2 separate regions of the Zea mays genome follow, and region 1 is linked to region 2. A link is a contact called in public Hi-C data. All regions are on one chromosome and are shown on one strand. The core of a region is the stretch at or near the end of the contact, and the rest is flanking DNA. Distances in the headings are between cores, read along the strand shown. Region 1 has its middle 61 kb from the start of LOC109945485. Region 2 has its middle 76 kb from the start of LOC100217198.

Region 1 (5,992 bases), core at 2,615-5,114, 200 kb before region 2:
GGCAGGGTGTAAAATTGATAGAAAGAGCACATCAGGGACTTGCCAGTTCTTAGGAAGATCTCTGGTGTCTTGGGCTTCAAAGAAGCAAAACTCTGTAGCTCTTTCTACTGCCGAAGCCGAGTACATTGCCGCAGGCCATTGTTGCGCGCAATTGCTTTGGATGAGGCAAACCCTTAGGGACTATGGTTACAAATTAACCAAAGTTCCTCTCCTATGTGATAATGAGAGTGCAATCCGCATGGCGGATAATCCCGTTGAGCACAGCCGCACTAAACACATAGCCATTCGGTATCACTTTTTGAGGGATCACCAACAACGGGGAGATATCGAGATTGCATATGTTAGCACCAAACAACAATTAGCCGATATCTTTACCAAGCCACTAGATGAGAAAACTTTTACCAAACTTAGGCATGAGCTAAACATTCTTGATTCTAGGAATTTTGATTGACATTTTGCACACATAGCTCATTTATATACCTTTGATCATATCTCTTTCATGTGCTATGACTAATGTGGTTTTCAAGTGTATTTCAAGCTAAGTCATAGATTGAAAGGGAAATGGAGTCTTCGGTGAAGATAAAGGCTTCCACTCCACTCCATCGAATTATTCATCCTTCGTCGTCGCTCCACACCACTCTCCAATTTGGTATAATCTTCACTCTTATTTTATTTACCAACGGAAGAGAAAGTCAAAGGGCTTATATTTCACTCACAAGTATCCGTTTTTGGCGATTCATGCCAAAGGGGGAGAAAGTATTAGCCCAAAGCAAAAGGACCGCACCACCACCAATTTAAAAAATGTAGTCTTTCAAATTTGTATTAAAATAAGATTTTTTAATTGGTATCTTATTTTTGATAAGAATTTTCAAATTGGCATAACCCCTTTTTAAAATTAATATCTAAAACCCTCTTGAACACTAAGAGGAGAATTTCATTGAGGGGGAGTTTTGTTTAGTCAAAGGAAAAGCATTTGAAACAGGGGGAGAAAATTTCAAATCTTGTCAATGCTTCTCAAAATGAGTTCCTTTGACTATTTGCAAAAGTCTTTGAAAAAGAATTTCCAAAACATTTGCAAAAACAAAACAAGTGGTGCAAGCATGGTCCAAAATGTTAAAATAGAAGAAAAACCATCCATGCATATCTAGTAGAAATAATTATTGGTTTTAATTCCAAGTAACCTTTGCACTTACATCATGTAAACTAGTTCAATTCTGCACTTATATATTTGCTTTGGTTTGTGTTGGCATCAATCACCAAAAATGGGGAGATTGAAAGGGAAATAGGCTCACACCTTTTCCCAAATGATTTTGGTGGTTGAATTGCCCAACACAAATGATTGGACTAAATAGTTTGCTCTAGATCATAAGTTCTACAGGTACCAAAGGTTCACAATAAACTAATACAAAGTTCAAAGAAAGGGTTCAAAAAGAAAGGAGCAAAGCAACCGAAGGCTGCCCTGGTCTGGCGCACCGGACAGTGTCCGGTGCACCAGGGTGGATTCCCTCCAACTCGCTAGCTTTGGGAATTCTAGGAGCCACTCCGCTATAATTCACCGGACTGTCCGGTGTAGCACCAGACTGTCCGGTGTAGCACCGGACTGTCCAGTGTGCCAGCGGAGTAACGGCTAAAACACGCCAACGGTCGTCTGCAAAGGAACAGTGAATCGCTACAGTGCGCGCGCAGAAGTCAGAGCAGGCGTCAGATGGCGCATCGGACAGTGAACAGGTCCTGTCCGGTGGCCCACATGTCAGAAGCTCCAATGGTCGGAACCCAACGACTTGGTGACGTGGCCGGCGCACCGGACAGTGTCCGATAGCGCACCGAACTATCTGGTGCGCCATACGACAGAAGCCCTCACCAACGACCATTTTGGTGGTTGGGGCTATAAATACCCCTAACCACCACACTTCAATGCATCTAAGTTTTCAGCCATCAAACCTCATACAAGAGCTCTAGACTTCATTCCAAGACACAAACAAAGAGATCAAATCCTCTCCCAAGTTCGGAATCACTCCAAACAAATTAGTGACTAGAGAGAGAGAGAGACTTTTGTGTTCATTTGAGTTCTTGCGCTTGGATCGCTTTTCTTCTTCCTCTATTCTTGTTCCCAAGATCATTGTAATCAAAGCAAGAGACACCAATTGTGTGGTGGTCCTTGTGGGGACTTAGTGTCCCGTTTGATTGAGAAGAAAAGCTCACTCGGTCTAAGTGACCGTTTGAGAGAGGGAAAGGGTTGAAAGAGACCCGGTCTTTGTGACCACCTCAACGGGGAGTAGGTTTGCAAGAACCGAACCTCGGTAAAACAAATCACCATGTCATCCGTTCTTATTTGCTTGTGATTTGTTTTCACCCTCTCTTTCGGACTCGACTTTATTTCTAACGCTAACCCCGACTTGTAGTTGTGCTTAAACTTTATAAATTTCAGATTTGCCTATTCACCCCCCTCCAGGCGACTTTCAGGCGCCATCGTCGTCCTTGTCTGCCACATCATCTGCTACTGCTTGCGGTCCTCTACCCGCTACTTCTCAAACTCCCGTTTCATCTGCGCACGATGCTCCTCCTTCGACTCCGCTTTTGGCAGCATTGCCTTAGGCTACTGCTCCATTGGGGCGGCGGAGACTGGGCAAACGATGGCTAGGTGGGGGTGGGGGCGGAGTAGCAGGGGATGGAGACGGAGGCATGGTGGCACCGAAGGGGAGGAGGAGGCGGGTTACCTTACTCTACTCCGATCCGAGCAGATGTGGCGAGCGACGAGGCGGTGTCCGTCGTTTCTATGATGGCTCTCGACGAGGAGGTGGTGCAGCAAGGACGAGGGAGATTTGCGTAAGGGGGGGGGGTGAGACGGCGGGTGTTTTGGTGACAATCTCGGGATAGGGGCTCGGAAAGCGAGGCAGGGGGAGGGAGTTGTCGATGGAAGGGGAGATGCAGGGTGGGAGGCGAGGATCGCAGGGGTGGGGGCATCCATGTTATGGCGCCCTTCAATCGACAAAGAGCAGGGCAAGACCGAGGATGGCAGGGGCGGCCATGGAGGATCCCTGGAATGGCGCCCTTCCGTCGACGAAGAGCGAGGCGAGGCTGAGGATGGTGCGTGGGCGGCCGTGGAGGATCCCTAGAATGACGCCTTCCATCGACGGAGAGTGGGGGCACTATGCACATGTGGGGACGAGGATCCCTGAAATGGCGCCCTTCACCAGTAGTAGCCCCGTCCGTCCCACTGCTGCCTCTGTCGTCCCTGTATATATACATGTTCTTTGGGTTGAATGACAGACAATACAATTTATCGTGAAATGGGATGTCGTTTCTCGTACGTCACAACTGCTGGATAAATTTATGAAAAAAATATCATACACATGGCTAGTTTGAGAACTTCATGTTTCCAAAATATTTCTATTTTAACAAGTGAAAATAAACTAATTTCTTTTAGAAGAATAGAAATCCCTGGGAAGGGAAGATGAGGTTTTCAAACTAGCCCACAACGTATATAACGTAAAACGTGCTCGCCATGGCCCACGGGCCAGCACGCGTGCTTGCCATAACTCTCGAAGATCGACCTTGATCTATATATACAACAATACGACGCCGACCGCTGTCCACGCACTGGACGGCGCAGGAGCAAAGGCGCATCCGTGGCACGTTTGTGCTCATACATGAGCTCACGTGTGAGGTACTTGTACGTGCGATCCTGGGGGGCAACACGTATGTCGTAGCGCTTCGAAATGTGACACTCACCGATCAAATCACGCGAAAGCGGGACCGTCGCGCTCGCGATCGCGTCCGGATCGATCGGAAGAGGGCCGGCCGGCTAGACGACGCCAAGCAAGGACCGCTAGCGTACACCCTTCACAGGCCTGGGTTCTGCCCGCCGCCCGTTTCTACAGCTAGGGGACACCGTTGCTTTCGTACGCGTACGTGCAGGCCATGCTGCATGTGTACATACGTACGCACGACACGCGCGCGCGTTGAACACGGGAGGGAGCGTGTAATAGATATAGATGGCCAAATAGGTGGGACAATAAGTATTGTACGATCAGTAATGTTTTGGCACGACATGAGCACAATTTATATAGTACCAATGCTAATATGACACGGGTCTAGTGTCATGTTCGGGCCTTCACGCCGGTATGATAGGCTGGCACGAGCATAACATGATTAGGTGGTCAATATGATTAGACACGGCGTAGACCAACTGGTAGTCTGTAGATGTGATTATGGTATGTACTTGTGATTGTGAAGTTGTGATTTGTTATGATTTTAAGCATAATAAATTCACTTTATAATGGTATATATGTTCAAGTTCTAAAATTCTACATATAATCTTAAAGATCTTATATGTTTTTTGAGTTCTCAAAGTAAAATAATGTCTGAACTGACACATGCACTATTAGTTGTTAGTGTCGTATAGTGCGAGCACGAGTGCACGACACAATTAGACATTATAGTGTATAGTGTCTGGGTCGATCAATAGACAGTACTAGTGTCGACGTGACATGACACGATTATTAATAGTGATTAGCAGTGCCGTGACTAATAGCATGAGCCTAATAGTACTAGTGCCAGTATTGGACCGTGTGGCTGGTTTGGCTATCTATACTCGTAGACGACGGCGGGTATTTTGCCAGCCTATGAGCCTATAGCTAGCGGGCTCTCGATCCACATGGTGTTGCGTCCGGGAGCTGCGCGCATGGAAAGCAGGCCCGGCTACTAGCTGAAGATGGATATACAACGTGCATTGGTTTTCTGCATTAATTATATTGGGATAACGTACAACGACACAGATGGAAGTTTGTTATGATAATTTTAGCCTTCTGGTCTTACCACTTGCTATGTTCTCCCTTCTTAGCTCTGTAGTCTGTTCTTTCTGCCCTAACATGATTACCTTCCGTATCTGTGCTAAACTACGAAACGGCATGCATGCATTGGACAGAAATTATTAAATGCATACATGCACAACGTGGAAATGCACAATATAGAGTCATGTCAGGAAAAGATACGGCATCTTAATGCTATATATATTTTAGATACAGTAAAATGCATGCATTCGCGGTCATTTCTTATTTGCCGTCACCTCGTTCGTCATACTGATTCTTTTCTTTTTTTCCCTCATGCCTTTGCCTCCGCGCCACTCATTCTCAGTAGAGGGCGTGGGAGCAGGCGCCTTCTCCCCGGATTCGTCCGACACCAGCCCCGACACTGACCCGCGCAGTGGCTATTGCACGTCCATGAGGATGTTTCACAGCATATACATGCACCATCGTTTTCACTGTCGTCGAACGTCCCGTTCATCTTCCCGCCCTTCGCCCTATTCTTCCTCCCCAACATCCTGCCTCCGCCCACGGTCGCAACCGCGAGCCGACCGATGCTCGTCGACGCGGGTACGGTCGAGTCGGTCTTGCTCCTAGCTTTTCTTCGCGGGTGCCGCCGAGGAGGACACGGTGGCGCCTGCTACGCTTAGGTTATCTTGACGATGAGAAGTCCAGATCTGAGATATTGGACAACCAAGGCCCGTAGCGCGGCAGCAATCGACATATGCTACGAAATTGGTGGTGGTGTTGTGTCGCCTCGGCGGGTCTAGGGCTGGGAAGGCACTCGCATTCTCTCGTTCTTCTCAGACTGACGCCTGGTGTGGGTGCCTCTCGGTTTGGAGCTGCTCCGGCTGGGCTTTTTTCTCTACTTGCGTGCTCTCTCTCCCTGTATGTATCTAGCGGTATACTACCTATGTCGCCTCCAGATGCCCATGTCTTCGTCGACGTCGTGTCCTTCTTCGGCAACGAACAGGTATGTCCGCCTCTTCCTTCCCTTACTGCTCTACGAAACCTTGGAAGTGGGGGAGGCGAGGGATGGGGTCCCTGATTTGCTGTCTATGGTACCCGTGCATTCATAAAAAATATTATGCGGAGAGCGGAGACAATCAATAAAAAATCTTGAAATTTTTTTTGGTGTATAGTTTACGTGGGTATTATTATTGTGAGCCGTCGCAACGTACGGGCAA
Region 2 (6,282 bases), core at 1,971-4,470:
CCACCAAAAATAATATATTTGCCATCAAAATAGATTATTTTCGATAGCAAATGACCTGTTTTCGTCGGCACTAGTGGCCGAAACTGAAATGATCTCATGTAGTGATGTATAAAAGAGATTATGCATACATGGAATCTACCTACGTAGGTAGGAGGTTTATCAACCATGTATAGGATTGACTAGTAGCTAGCTAGTCAAAACACGGACCAAATATCCAAAGGGAGATGCGTGGAGGCTGTTAACGACGATGCTTGGACCATGTTCAGCAGTTCATTCATATAGTCACATAAAACACTATTTTACATTGTTTTACACAGTAGACTACACAATTCGCAGAGTAAAGTTTAAATATAGGTATTTTATATTTGAATTATGATAGTCACTTTAGTGACAAATGAGTTTGATAAATGAATTTAATATTGATAATACAAGATATACATCAAATATCGAATTGGCTTTTATATCGCCAATAGGTGGGACAATTAAGGTGAGATTGTACAAATCTTAGAGATGGAACAGAGTGCAATATATATCATGATGTTGCATGATTTTGTGCTCAAAACAACCAAAATGTTGTGGTCAACTCAAAATAGATCCCATAGTTTTTTTTTGTCATCTTGTTTATAGGTAGAGTACTATGGTTTAACCTACGTAGGTTGTAGCCTTGAAACCATTCTAAACTAGACAAATTATCAATTAGGTTATAATTGGGACTATGTTGGACCAACACGTACTACAGAATAGATCCCATAGCTTTTTTTGTTATCTTGTTTATAGGTAGAGTACTATGGTTTAACCTACGTCGTAGGTTGTAGCCTTGAAACCATTCTAAACTAGACAATTTATCAATTAGGTTATAATTGGGACTATGTTGGACCAACACGTAGTACAGAAGGATTCTAGAAAAGGGTTGTGGTGATTAGCAAGGAACCTAGCCCAGTAACTTCTTGACCATCATTAACCGCCATTAGTTGACCTTATGCTCGTACTTGTGAAGCAAAGGGGAGTACATTAGTTAATGTGTTGATTTATATTGGTGGTGTTTTATTCTATAAAATTGGTGACTTACACTCACTGAGCCTATGATACAAAGTAGTCAAACTTGGTCATCTACTTATGTTTGCATGAATTTTGGTGTGTACTTAAACATCTTGTTTGTAATGACTTGATTTATGTTATTATGGTTTTTATTGACTTGGTGAGTTGAGATGATCTCATTCTAATGTACAAGCTCCTTTAAATTGGTTTCACTCTTATTTCAAAACATTAAAACATATGTATAGTTTATGTACATATAGTAGTAGCATATAATATGTATACGAAAAACTACTTAAAATGAAAAATAATTGAACGAAAAAACCATAAAAGAAAAGGAAAAGGAAAAAAAAGATACTTTAGTCTTAGGCTTGTTTGGATCCCATGTACTAAACCTTAGCAGGGTGCTAAAATTTAGCACACCTTGAGAAGCTAAATTGCTATTGGGTGCTAAAGTTTAGCACTTCACTTTTAGCACTTTTTAGTACTCCTATTTGGATCTCTAAATACTAAAAACATAGTGCTAAACTTTAGCATCATTGATCCAAACAGGCCCTTAGTTTGTAATACCAAAAGGGACTAAAGGTACCTACCCCATAGCCCATGCTAAAGGCCCCTTTAGTCCAGCTGTGTTCGCAGTCCAGCCTAGGAAACTAGGATTGGTGCAATTCTATACCATTTGACATTTGTGCTTATCATGGAGAATCGCCGGAGCACACCGCAATTCTACAAAAGGGGAAGTTTCCTTGAGTTTCTTTTGACCTTAAGGGGGAGAATATTTTAGTGTTGATATTGCTTATCTCTCTCTTATTGTCAATATTGTGATCATAATACATTAGTGGTGTTAACGATGCTTGATATATTGATAATAGGGTTTCAATTGATATCTTTATGGTGTATCTTGATAGATTGATTTATATTGTATTGAATTGGTGTAATGTCGTTTAAATTGGTGTCATTATGGTGTTTAATGATTAATTGGTATTTTAAGGATTCCATGTTGTAATGAGTGCATATGTGTGTCATGAGCATCACAGTTTGATTTATGGCACTATGCACCCCCAGATGCTAAGAACAGAAATGCTTCGCACTTTAGCCTAAGTATGTGCAAATTGGTATTTAAGACCAAAGTTGAGATTTTCGAGAAAGCACATATTTAGGGGGGCATTCTATAGCTTATGATTCAAAATTGTGCTTTAATTTATATCTTTTGTAAGTTTTAATTGTGTTGCCATCAATCACCAAAAAAGGGGAGATTGAAAGGCCCCTTATGATTTTGGTGTTTCGGATGACAACACAATTAAAGATCTAACCTCCGTTAGTTGATTTTTGTCAGTCGAAATTAGCTATTTTTTATTTGCTATCTAATAACAACCGACTAAAATTAGCTAATCTCCGTTAGTTGCTTCGTGGTCGATATAAATTATTCGAATTTTATAGGTTAACCTAAAAGTCGACGAAAATTATTTTGGTCCACAGAAGTTTTTCATTTTCCTGTTGCGCCAGGGGAATTGTACCCTAACCCGTAATGCCACCCTACCAGGCGACCATGGCACTTCTTTGACGATTGAGAATGTCCATTTCAATCTAGAAACTATAAAAGTAGTCACGCTGACACGCTCTGATCTAGATATTTCAAAAGATGCATATTGGACCATGTGCCGCCTGATTTTTCCAACAATGGCCGGCACTTTCCACATCAATCTGCCTTGTGTTCTTCCTCGTGTTTTCTCTGCCATATACAGTTAATTAGTTAGTGGATTAGCTAGTGCTTCTATTTCCTCTCTCACTGTCTTTGCTTGCCACTCAGCCTACTTTCCACTTCAAAGGCATACCATGTACCTATCCTTGCTTCTTAATTTGACATTCTCCACACACAGTAGCTGGTCTGCTCCCAGCACTGCTTGTTGCTGTCAATGGAAAAAAAAAACTTAGTATAGGTATTACCAGGACACGTGAACACTACTGTGTGTCCGCTTGCACTTTGAGTGAAGCCTTGGACTGATGGTGACCGAGGAGTATAACATGAGACTCAAATACTGGAGTGATGGTTGCAGTATGGAATGCCGTGGCTGCTTTATTCATATGATGGGCTATATTTTACGTCAAATTAAAATGAGTCAAATTAGTTCGGTCGGTGATATAGACGCAGGAAACCCCATCGTCTATTTCAGCCCAGTACTATCCTGATGGACCGAATCGATCCAACAAAGATGAGGCCCACTAAATCGAGGCACGCCATTAAACATAGTGGACAAGAAACCTAACATAAAGGATTCAGACGTCGGCTCCTACCAAGACATGTTATATTAGCTGTTACACTTCTATTAACAAATTAGCTAACATATCTTGTAAAGTGATCAAATCATGTAACTCTACCTTCGAACTATACTAGCAAAGTGTGTGTACGTTGTTAAGATTTTCATTTTTGCTTAAGTATATAATATAAAACACAAAGACATGTGTAACCTGTTGGCTAGGTGGGGTGTAAATGTGGGTTTAGAGCCAACAACCATGGTTTAAATCCTCCTCATTTGTATATAATTTTAGCATTTTTACTATTTAAATATGAAGGAGCACAATGATGATAGAAACCGGGAAACCTTGTGCTCCAATATGAAGGAGCCAACAACCATGGTTTAAATATGAAGGAGCACAATGATTTCTACAGGCGGTTTTCATGTAGAAATCTATGATTTCTAGTGACGGTTTTCTTAAGAAACCGCCACTAAAAATAGCACAGACGGTTGATAACCGAATCCGCCTATAAAAATATACCACACCGCAGGCTTTGAGTCTTTTTCTACTAGTGATACCAACTCTCAAAAGTATTTATTTCGGCAATAAGGATCAACATATTATGTACAAGGAATAAGAAGAATAGCATATAAGACATAGGGTGTATACATGTTCTGGTATATGGTACCCTATCCTACATCTAGTTTAGAGTAGATTTTCCCTTGTATGCTTGACTTTGGCCCTGTTTGGATCCTTCAAGCCCGGCTAGAGCTAGAGCTAGTTTCTAGCTCTAACTCTAGCCCAAACTAGCTCTAGCCCTCTACGTGTTTGGATCCAAGGGCTAGTTTACAATAAATGCTATTTTATAATCATTTGTCTCATTTAAATCTTTCCTTATCCGGATTTAGTGTGGCAAACTCTTGTGTGGCTTCTCCCACACACAAATAACACAAATAAATTTATTTTCACAAATCAAACATCCAAATCACAATAAGTTTAATTTCTGCATACAAATGCGATGTCCCATATGAACATACAAGTCCTTAATTAATATTAAAAAAATTACACTCCATGAAACAAAGCATGAGCTAAGTCATCACGGAAGGCATTCATGTTGACATCTTCAACAAGAGGTTCGTCTTCTGGCCATATTGATGCTGCAGAACTAGGCATTGGGTTATAATTTTCATCGGCATCACATGCTTCGAATTCTCGATCCGCAATTCTACTCTCTCGAATAAAATTGTGAAGAGCCATACATGCAACAATAATTCTAGTTTGCTTGTCCTCTGAAAATCTTTGCATGTTCAACAAAATCCTAAACTTCATCTTCAACACTCCAAAACTTCTTTCTATCACATTTCTAACTTTGACATGTGCATGGTTGAAGACTTCTTTCATACCTTGGGCAAAACAAATCCGTTGTTTTCCTGTTCTTTCCAATGTGGCCAGTCGTGCCCCTCCACTACCTTTCCATGGATCAAGAAAAGAGGGAGGAGGAGGCTGAGGGAACGGAGGGAGGCGGCGGCTGACCTGCTCGAGGACAGCAGCGTTTCTTCGGTTCGAGGACGGCGGCGCCGGTCCTTCCCTGCGTATCGAAGAAAAGAAACGGACCCAGGAACGTGCGGATCCCGTGCGGAAGGATAAGAGAGAAAAAAGGATTTTGGTGGGTATTCCAACAAACTAGCCCCAATAATCACCCCTTGGTGGGGAGAGTTTTTTGGGGTGGGCTAGTTGCAAAAAACTGGCTCTAGCCCTCCTGTTTGGCTACTTTTGGGCTAGTTTGGCACAAACTAGCCCAAACTAGCTCTAGCCCTTGGATCCAAACAGGGCCTTTATAGGACCGGTTGATTGTAACTTACTATGCATAGATCTAGGGGTCCCTATCCCATGTTATCTCTACTATATTGAAGCACAAGGTTTTGCGTTTCCACCGTCATTGTGCTCTCCCATATTTAAATAGTAAAAATACTAAAATTATATACAAATGAGGATTCAAACCATGGTAGAAACCGCCTGTAGAAATCGATTTCTAGTGGCGTTTTTCTTAAGGAACCGCCACTAAAAATCATTTTTATCCTTAATTTTTCGATTTTTTCAAACGACCTCGTATGATGAAACCACCAAAATAAAAGTTGTAGATCTTTAAAAATTATAAAACTTTGTAGTTGACAACTTTTTAATTTGAAATCATTTCGGCTCTCAAAAATTGTATCTAAATTTGTCAAATTTAAAATTGAAATTTTGCAAACGACTTCGGATGAAAAAAGTGTCAAAATGAAAGTTTTAGAACTTTAAAAAGTATTTAACTTTGTAGTTGACAACTATTTTATTTGAATTCGTTTACGGTCTCAAACAAGCAATTTACACTCAGTTGGTTGTAATATGTGGGCAACAAAACTACACACTAGACACAAAGCATGCCATAGCCGGAGTGATAGAGGAGGGTACGCGTGAGGCTGAGGGCAGGGGTTCGATTCCTAGTAACCGTGTGTAGTGCACGAAAAATTCCACGACCTAGTAACCGTGTGTAGTGCACGAAAAATTCCACGACCTGCGACTTCGACGGAGACGGACAGGTGGGTGGGTGGGCCGCGAGGTCTCCTAATAAAAATATTTTTTGCTATTTTTAAAATCCGTTTTATGTTTCCTCGAAACGATTTTCACTGGTGTTTTTATTACGCCGACCGCCAGTGAAAATCGATTTCCACTGGCGGTTCTCAGTTACCCGCCTGTAAAAATGGTGATTTCTACTGGCCCCTAACACTGGCGGTTACGAAAAACGCCACTGTAAATAGGTTTACGACCGCCACTATAGAGCTTATATGTACTAGTGTATGCTAGGTAGGGGCCATTTCATACAAATTCATTGTATTTTAGATGAGCCTCATCTTAACTTCGATGATGTTGAGAAGATGCAACCATCCCTAAGATCACCTTTGGCGGCTTGGTCGCTAACCAACTCAAGAGATTGTATCTCCAAGAACCCAAACCACCTGTGGAGGAGGA

The links. Hi-C and Micro-C count contacts between places; a contact is called where the count stands out from the background.
Region 1: a contact with region 2 is called in a Hi-C map of ear, with 2.0 times the contacts expected there. The contact joins two enhancer-like sites. A contact is called at or near these places in 3 of 25 Hi-C or Micro-C datasets (ear, leaf and tassel).

What each region holds. Positions count from the first base shown.
Region 1 is chr4:20,882,258-20,888,249 of Zm-B73-REFERENCE-NAM-5.0, reverse strand. No RefSeq gene overlaps it. Among protein-coding and RNA genes, the nearest start is that of LOC109945485, 61 kb to the right of the region's middle. Within about 2 kb of position 3,864, at least 17 of the 20 cell types and tissues checked have an H3K27ac peak or open chromatin away from gene starts, as enhancers often do. A contact at or near this core is called in ear, leaf and tassel, where this site is marked.
Region 2 is chr4:20,677,124-20,683,405 of Zm-B73-REFERENCE-NAM-5.0, reverse strand. No RefSeq gene overlaps it. Among protein-coding and RNA genes, the nearest start is that of LOC100217198, 76 kb to the right of the region's middle. Within about 2 kb of position 3,220, at least 15 of the 20 cell types and tissues checked have an H3K27ac peak or open chromatin away from gene starts, as enhancers often do. A contact at or near this core is called in ear, leaf and tassel, where this site is marked.